2 separate regions of the Arachis hypogaea genome follow, and region 1 is linked to region 2. Evidence: chromatin contacts called from public Hi-C data. All regions are on one chromosome and are shown on one strand. The core of a region is the stretch at or near the end of the contact, and the rest is flanking DNA. Distances in the headings are between cores, read along the strand shown.

Region 1 (4,908 bases), core at 306-2,805, 330 kb before region 2:
TCATGTGTAATATGACTTGACTTCAAGAGAAATTAGTCAAATTACTCAAATTTTAGTATAATTTAATCTTTTAGTATTGCCCAAAAAGAAAATTTCTTTGACAATATAATAAATTTAGGTTGTGTTTGTTTGATGTGATACCCACATTAATCTTTAAAGCAAAAAAGCTAGCTATAGAGAGGACTAAGATAATAACAATAACAAATAAATAAATAAAAAGAGGAGTACGTTGGGAATCCATGACTTCCAATTGGTTGACCAGATCTAAGGATATAAATGTGTTCTTAATACTCTTTTGGTGGTGCGGTGTGTATGTATTTCGAGGATATGATTCCAGCTTCACTATTTTTAACCTGCAACGGACTTTCTATGTCCAAGACGGTATAAGTCCCAATCCCACTATTTCTATTTTCTATCATATCCGAATTTGGAAAATTATGAGACAAGATATGGTTAGTGTCATTTCTTTGTCATTTAGATAGTTATATGCTATAATCTTTAATACCACTAGTGACCTAACCCTAACCATAAGCTAGGTTCGCTAATCACTCTTTTAAGAAATCTGATATAGATTTCGTTTGATTGGGTATTGAACCTACATCAATTAAGTCAGATACCTTATCTTATGATGGGAGAGTGAATCGACTCAAGTGGAAGAATAGGAAAATTTCAAGTGTATCACATAATTAAGCGTTCTAGTTGTTTTAACCATTAATTTCTGTCATATTATATATATAATTGAGATTAATGACTAAAATAAGTGAAACACCGGTAAATATTCCCCAAGTAAAATAACACTTTTAACAATGGGTTGGATCATGTCTAAACCTAACTCCTTAAAGTGACCCTACATAGTAGTCACATCACTATACTAGATTACTATCCCATCCTAAGTCCAAACAGGCATTCATGCCAGCAAGTTAGCTACTACATTTGCACTACTTCTGACTATCAAGTATCAACAATTAACAAACAAGCTTACTAATTTTTCAAGGATCTTTCTTTTATAATTTTTCTTATTTTTAATTGATGATATTTTGGTCTTTTGTGAACAGAATGCTGCAGAGAAATTGCCATGGTTCATCCCTAATTGGACAGTGATGTACATAGTCAACGCATTTGTGGTAGTATGGGTTTTTGTACTGGGCTTTGGGTTTGGAGGGTGGGCCAGCATGACAAATTTCATCAAGCAAGTGGACACATTTGGGCTTTTTGCCAAATGCTATCAATGCCCACCAAAAATCCTACCTTCCAAAAATCATACTATTACTATGTATCACTAAGTTAAAAAGCATAGGACTATATTATCCTAGCTATGTCTTTTGAATAAATTTTCATAACATAGATACATTATGGTGAATGATTATGATTAATTATAAAACTTATTGTACCTAGAAATAGGGACAACAAAATCAAATCAAAGTAAAGACATGCACGAAATTTTCTAATAATATTTTCCGGCCCTTTAAATGACTAATATAATCATTTAATAGTGATAGAGCTTTGCATGATTTTGTGTGGGCCCTACTATTTTTTGTTTAGGCCCTACAATTTTTGTTGAATGATATAAACAAAATTGAGTAGGAGTGTTGCAGTGAATTTGCCTCACATGGCTAGCAAGTCCATTTAAAGTGAAAAATAAAGAGGAGTTTTGTTACATGATTGATGGACAAACTCAAAATGGAAGCTCATGACTTCATAAGCTAAAAGCCTAAAAGGGTTATTGGAGTATTATTGATAAGGATGAGTTGGCGTTTGTCGCTTTGAACTTAATCTTATCTTGCACAAAAAAAAAAAAAAAAAAAAAAAAAAAAAAAACTTAATCTTATCACTGTTGCTTTAGTTTATTATTATTTTTATCTTTATATCGAGATCAACTAAGAAATTAATTTTTTTAATATTAGCTAATTTTTTAAGTTAAATTATAAATTATAAATTATAAATTTTAAATTCTAATAAAAATAAGGATTAAAAATGTAATTTTATATAAAAGAATTTACTAATGTTAATTTGTTAAAAATTAATTTCTTATATTTATTTTTTTTATTTTTGTTGGAATAGTATTAAAGTATTATTAAATTAGTATTTATATTTAAATTTAAATATTAAGCGGTTATCCTTTTCTTTTTTTTTTTATTTTTTTTTTTGGGCATTGTTTAGGCCTATAAATAAGTTGACCTTTAATCATATCATGTACATAGTAAATACACATGGTAAATATACATATATCATTTTTAACATGTTATCAGAACTAGCATCCAATAGTATGAGATTGTTGCCCATATTCTCTATTGAGGGCAAATTTTGTTCATGTATATAACAGCCCATTTTTTATAGCTTTTGTTTGATCACCAGTTTTTTATTGCCCAAATGGTGCTTCAATTATATATGCACCTCACATCTAAGGCTAGTATTCTAGTAATATATATATCTTATTCGTAAATATTTAATCCGACTCATTTCAATTAAATAGGTTTATTTATCTTGTTTACCTAATTTGCTGTGGATTACTTGTGGATATGAGTTTAAAATATATCTTATCCTATTTTATCTGTATCTCTAATATATTATATGATATGTATTTAAAAATTTAATGTGAATTAAAAGAAGTGAGTATTAAACTTACGAATTTCTTTTTGTAAAAATTTAGAATAATGACGGGTGAAAAAATGTCGGTTAAGAATTTCTAGTAAAAACTGCATTGTGAGTACAGTCTTAACCAACGAGATTTTCACTGTCAATTTAGAAGATGTCACAATTTAAGAATGATTAACTGGGAGTGAAATTCCCAGGTCGTTTCTCAAAGAGTTGACACAGCAGTGTAAATTATTGATTAGGAATTTTTCGAAAAATTTTTAAGGTTGAGAACGGAAAAAATAAATGGCGATCAATTAAAGCAGCAAATGATGACAAGAGATATTAGATAGTTGAAATAAAAGGCCTTGGCAAGGAGAAGATTAATCGGAGTTTTTATCCTTGTTGAATTTTCCAAGTATAATAGTAAAAGGTTGCTGTTTTCACTTAGTTATCCTCTAACTGATAAAGGAAAGTCAAGTAACTAATACTAACTCTAATTCACAAGTCCTAATCGCTTCACAAAGAAGGATTAGAGTTAGTGAAAACTGAGTTAGCCAGCAATTCCAATTACAGATTAATACTTGAGTTTTCTAACTCAAGAGTTTTCTATTAATCAACTCCAAAGCCAAGTTGGAAGCTCTACTCCATTAGCATGAATGCTATTTTCACAAACATGTAAAGGGAGTAGATGGAAGACATGATAATTTAAATAAATTAATAAAAGACAATTTTAAAACTGATAATTAATTGAAGAAAATCAAACATGAAATGAAATTAAATGTGAAAATTGTTCATTGCATTAATAAATCCTAAAATAAAAAGTAACCATATATGACCACGAGCAAACTAAATGGAAAACAAAAGAGTAGAGTAATAGAAAAGCAAACTATAGTGATGGAGGTTTCAAAGGAAGGTAGTAACTCTCTCAATATCCAATCCAAAAGCATAAAACTAAAAATCTAAGAATGTGAAGAACCCTAGAAGAAGTAGTGTTTTCTCTCTAGAATTCAAAAACTAAAACTAAACTAAAGTGAAAGTGAATGTGTCTTGAGTCTCTGCTTGCCCCCTGGCTCTAGTATGTGTTTTTGGGCCGAAAACTGGGTCCAAAAACAGCCCAAAATCGCTCCCTACGAGTTTTGATTAATGCAGTACGTCGCTATGTCACGCGTACGCGTCGCTGTGAAATGCTCCAAGTCACGCGCACGCGTAAGCCATGCGTGCGCGTCGATCCTCGCTTGTCAGCTCCTTTATTTCTTGTGTTCCTTCCACTTTTGCATGCTTTCTTTCCATCCACTAAGCCATTCCTGCCCTATAAAGCCTGAAAATACTTAACGCATAGATCACGACATCGAATGATATAAAGGAGAATTAAAAATTGACAATTTAAAGACTTAGGAAACAAGTTTTCAAGCATGGAACAAAATTGGAAAGGATTTGTAAAACCATGCAGTTTGTATGAATAAGTGTGCGAAAAACTGATAAAAACCACTCAATTTAGCACAAAATAAACCATAAAATAGTGGTTTATCAAGTAACCACTAAACTAATCATTTAAATTACTAATTTAGTATGTTTATTTTTTAAAGAGTAATGTTGTAAGAAATTAAAGTTAAAAGAAGAGTGACAAGACATGTCTTTGTTTATGTTATTTTAATTTTATTAAAAACTTGATGATCATGGTATTTGTAATTTTATGTTATATCTTTTTAAGATTTTATTGTTTTTAATTTTAATGTGAACTTAATTTTTTATTTTAAAAAAATTGATTTTTTTGTGGATAGGGTCGGATAGGGTATGATTGAGAACTTTAGGATGCAAGTAAGGTTAGGGTTGAGAGGTTCTCAACTTGCGGATATAATAGGGTTGAATTTTAAAAAAATTTTAAATCCGCGAATAGGATTAAGATAGAGTCCAAATCCTACCATATCTATTGCCACCCTTCTTCACACCTTGATACACCACTTAGGTAATTCAACTCCAAAAAAAAAAAGCCTTCGTCCTCTTACATGTTTTATCATCATGTCACTAAGTCTAAGTTTGCACAATTCCATTTGTATATCAAGTTTTAGCAATTTTATTTATTAGAGATTTTTGCAGTTCAATATGTACCACAAATTTCTGTAATTTTGTTTGCATTTCAAATTTTGTTTTATTTGTTTTTAAATTTTTGCAATTTTATCTACATTCTAAATTTATGTAGTACCGCTTAATTTGAGTTTTAGCAATTTTGTTTGCATGTAAAATTATCACAATTTTATTTATATTTTGATAAATTTTTGCACTTTATTATCCAAATTTAAGATAGTCATATTAATTCCAGTTGAATTTAAA
Region 2 (4,273 bases), core at 239-2,738:
CAATGACACTCTAATGCTCAACTCAAAGAATATTCAAAGAGGTGAGGGACATTAGGGTTATGTTCATACCTAGAAGGAGCGGAGTGATCGCTCTTATATTGACTGGGGGAATCTGTTAGGATCTCCTAATCTTGGGGATCATCGTGATTTTTTCCATTTTCATTTATGAAAAGTTAGTAATACAGCATCAAAATTGATATTAAGTTATCGTTGACCTTCTTTGAGCCTAGAGACCCTTTTAGATGGGCTACCGAGGTAGGTCGATGCCGAGAATCCCAAACGAGGCCAAGGTTGAGTCCAAAACACAATCTGAAAGTCCTTCTAAAACAAAATCTTTCCACTATTTCCAATTTTTCTAAAGATGCCCTTATTGACGTTCTCCTCTATTAGGCTTCGACTTTACTATGTTAGAAATATTCCTCCATGGTTTTATATAACCCTTAAATATTACCACTTGGCATTCTCAATTCATGCCTTAGATTAATTATTAATACGATTTACTTAATTATTGCTTAGTTGGTCTAGTTGCCTTGGTCATAATATAGACACTTCATCAACTCAAAGGATTTGCTGGTAATAATTTTGTAAACTTACTGATGCATGAGCATCTTTAAATGTTTTTAGTTATATTTCTTTGAATAAAGTTAGTAATTTCCTGATTTTGATTAAGATTCTTATGATCTTTGTAGAAAAAGATTAGAAAAAGAGGAACAAAAGCACAAAAACAAGGATCAATAGAATTAAAGAAGCTTATGATTCAAATAACAAGCCTTGGCCACAATTAGAAGCCCTTGGCCACACTTTGAAGCTCAAATTCAACAAAATGAAGCCCCTATCAAATCTTGTCGTCCAACACCATATAAGAGCCGTCCAACATGAGATGCTGGCAGCCCTAACCTCTTCATACACCAAAGGGCATAACTTGAGTTAGAGAGGTCCAAATGAAGTAGTTCCAATGGTGTTAGAAAGTTAACTTCTAGAGATTTCTAACGATATATAATACTTTATAGTTGACATTAGTTCAACACAAATTCTCTACCAAATAAAACCCCTGTCAAAGCTTGCTGTCCAACACCAAATAAGAGCTGTCTAGCATGAGATGCCTGGCAACCCTAACCTCTTTATACTCCAAAGGACATAACTTGAGCTAGAAAGGTCCAGATTAAGCAGTTTCAATAGCGTTAGAAAGCTAACTTCCAGATATTTCTAACAATATATAATAGTCTATAGTTGACATGAGTCCAACACAACTTTCTCGTGCATTGAAAGCACGCCACAAACAAGCCAATTTGGGCCAATGTTTGGAAGCATGCACATGCCATTTAACGACACTCCTAGATGTTCAACGGTGGAATCAAAAAAGGACAATTTTCTAGAATAGAAAATATGTCGTTCAATGGCAATTATTGGGCATCCAATGGCAGAATGAGGCAGAGGCTAATTGGGGAGCTTCAACTGCTATGATGGGCCGTCCAACGCCAACTTTCAACAAAGGCCAATTTTTGGAGTAGGAAGCATGTCATTTAACGGCACTCTTGGCATCCAACGACAAATCCAACAGAGGCCCAAAACTTAGAGAAATGAGATTGCTTTTGGACGTGGCTTTCTTGGTGTACAACGGATAATAATAAGCCCAAATTTCAGTGCTCCAAATTCTTTATTAATTCATCAATTCTTCAAGCTTCCAATTGCTTCACTAATTCCTCAACTTCACAAACCCATGAGATCAAGTGGAATTGGAGTTGAATTTAACTTGAATTTACATTTGAATTTGTAATTTAGAATAGGTTATAAATAGGAATTGAGATAACACTGAAAAAAAAAAGGGAAGAAAGGGAGACACTTCACTACACACACTTTTCTTTTCATTTTTTTTGCTTTCATTTTCTTTCTTTGTATTTTTATTTTGTGCTCTCAATTATGAGGCACTAATTCTCCTTTGTTGAGGAGAAGGCTCTATTATTTCTAATAGATTAATTTTTATTTCATTTCTAATTAATCTATGCATTATTTTTTAAGAGAGAATGTTCGTTCTTCATTTCAAGGATTCAAATCTATTAGAAAATAGTTTGAATCTTATTTGAATTTCATGATCACTTGAAAAATTGAATCATGAAAATTGAGCTTGACTATTCTCTCTCTTAATACTTATGGTTTTGAATCTGGATTTGATAAGTGACATTGAATCAACCAGATTTAGATCTTAAAAATTGTGTAGTTAGAGAATGTACTTCATCTCTTCTCATGAGTAATTAATCAAGAAATTAGTAATTAATTAGGTTAAGAGAAATTGAATCACCAAGAAATTGGGATTCAATTGCATGATTGAGATAAAGGTGAGATTCAGTGATCCAAAAAATTTAACATTTCTAATCCTTAACATTCTCCCTCATCTTATCTTATTTAGTTGATTATTACTGCTTGTCTTTAGTTCATTATTTAATTCTGGAATTGAGATTAATTCACTGCTTATGTTCTTAATTCCTTTATGAGTTTTATTGTTATTTCATTTCTATTTCCAGTTATTTCATTTCTAGTTCATTTATTTTATTGTCAAGTTATTTAGTTTTCTACTTATGTTCTTTGATTAATCCTCATTTAATTATGAATTGTCTAATTAGACTAATTAATTAATCATTATTGCTTAATCCATTGATTTTCGTGGAAATGATAACTTACTCACCGTAATATTACTTGATGCGATTCGATACACTTGCTGAGTTGTGGATTATCTGGTATCACTTACCTTTCATTTTATTACTTCTTTATAAAGTGTCTTTTAATTTTTTTTGATTGGTTGGGTGGTCAGTTCACTCATCTATTTATTAATAGGCATTATATATATATATATATATATATATATATATATATATATATATATATATATATATATTCAAATACTTTTTTATTTTTATAATTTATATATTTTTTGGGAATCAAAATTTTTTAAAATAAAAAATTGGTAGTGATAAAATAAAAAATTAATTATTATTAAATTAAAATAATGAGATATATATTTTATAAAAATTATAAAATTAATAATACTTAATTTTTTTATTATTTAACTAACTTTCTCACGCTCGGACACAGTATTTAAATGCCGCAGGTATAAAATAGAAGAAATATTTTTCAGACACAAATATTTGCGAGTGGTACCATTACAACTGTTCATCCACAACTCATCATCAATCCTTGCCTGCTCCAGTGCACTGCATTAAACATTTAAACTACCACAATAATAATTTTTCGTACCTAGCTATATACATTCATTTATTTATGCTGCTGAAATCATTCCGTACCAAGGTATTGTCTCATTCGATCTGTTAATTGTAATAAAGAGAAACAGGCATATTAAAATAATAATAATAATATTACATTAATTTGGGTAATATTTTATCTTATATAATGGTGAATTGTAACATGATTATGTTTTCTTTGTCTATTAGCTATATTTGTCTGACAACGTATTTGTTATAGTGTTTAAAATTTTGATGTCTAATTATTAAAAAAATTAAATAATTAATATTTAAATTAAAAAATAATAAATTTTAAATATTTAAAATTTATTATAAAAAATAAATTTAATAAAAATTTAACACCAAATAATGAGTACCAAAGAACGGACCATTATTGAGAAATATGGCAACAATTTAAATGTTTTCTTTTTGTTTAGTTGTATTAAATATAGTATTTAGGTAAGTTAAAAGAATTATGAATTAATTATAGTATTTAGGTGAATTAAAACGAATCTTCTTAGTGATAATTGGTTACTACAATGTGGTATTTTAAAAGATATACTTTTTAAGATTTTTTTGATATCAAATCAAGAAGAATTTGTCATAAGACATTATAGTTTTTGATATGAAATAGAGTGGATATATATAGGATTTTCAATGAAGACGAAAAATATTTTAATCGAAATTGAAACTAATAAACCAGTTTTATGAAATTTTACGGTAAGTCAAATTAATAACAAGAGAAGATCGAGTAATGCAAAAATTTGGGAAAAAAAAGAGTGTAATTTACTTTTTTTTTTTTTTTGGGGTGTAAATATTGCAAACAAAAGCTCTTTCAAAGGTTATATAACCAATTATAGTTCTACTAAAGTTAGGTGCGTTTAAAATCAGCTCAAATGTTTTAAGTTTATTTGATATACCATAAAATTTGAAGCATTGGATTATATTGATAAACGATTTAATAATTTATATTCAATTTATTAATAACTTAATAAAAATTACACTAAAAAATAACAAATTTTTTTATATTTTAAAAT

Evidence for each region. Hi-C and Micro-C count contacts between places; a contact is called where the count stands out from the background.
Region 1: a contact with region 2 is called in a Hi-C map of leaf, with 4 times the contacts expected there. The contact joins two enhancer-like sites. A contact is called at or near these places in 2 of 8 Hi-C or Micro-C datasets (leaf and an unstated tissue).

Annotation. Positions count from the first base shown.
Region 1 is chr20:36,413,493-36,418,400 of arahy.Tifrunner.gnm2.J5K5, reverse strand. LOC112784258 (auxin transporter-like protein 1) reads left to right here. Exons shown (of 9, transcript XM_025827413.3): 9 at 1,056-1,482. The coding sequence ends at 1,283. Among protein-coding and RNA genes, the nearest start is that of LOC112784258, 7.4 kb to the left of the region's middle. Within about 2 kb of position 1,555, at least 2 of the 3 cell types and tissues checked have open chromatin away from gene starts, as enhancers often do.
Region 2 is chr20:36,079,251-36,083,523 of arahy.Tifrunner.gnm2.J5K5, reverse strand. No RefSeq gene overlaps it. Among protein-coding and RNA genes, the nearest start is that of LOC112788072, 20 kb to the right of the region's middle. Within about 2 kb of position 1,488, at least 3 of the 3 cell types and tissues checked have open chromatin away from gene starts, as enhancers often do.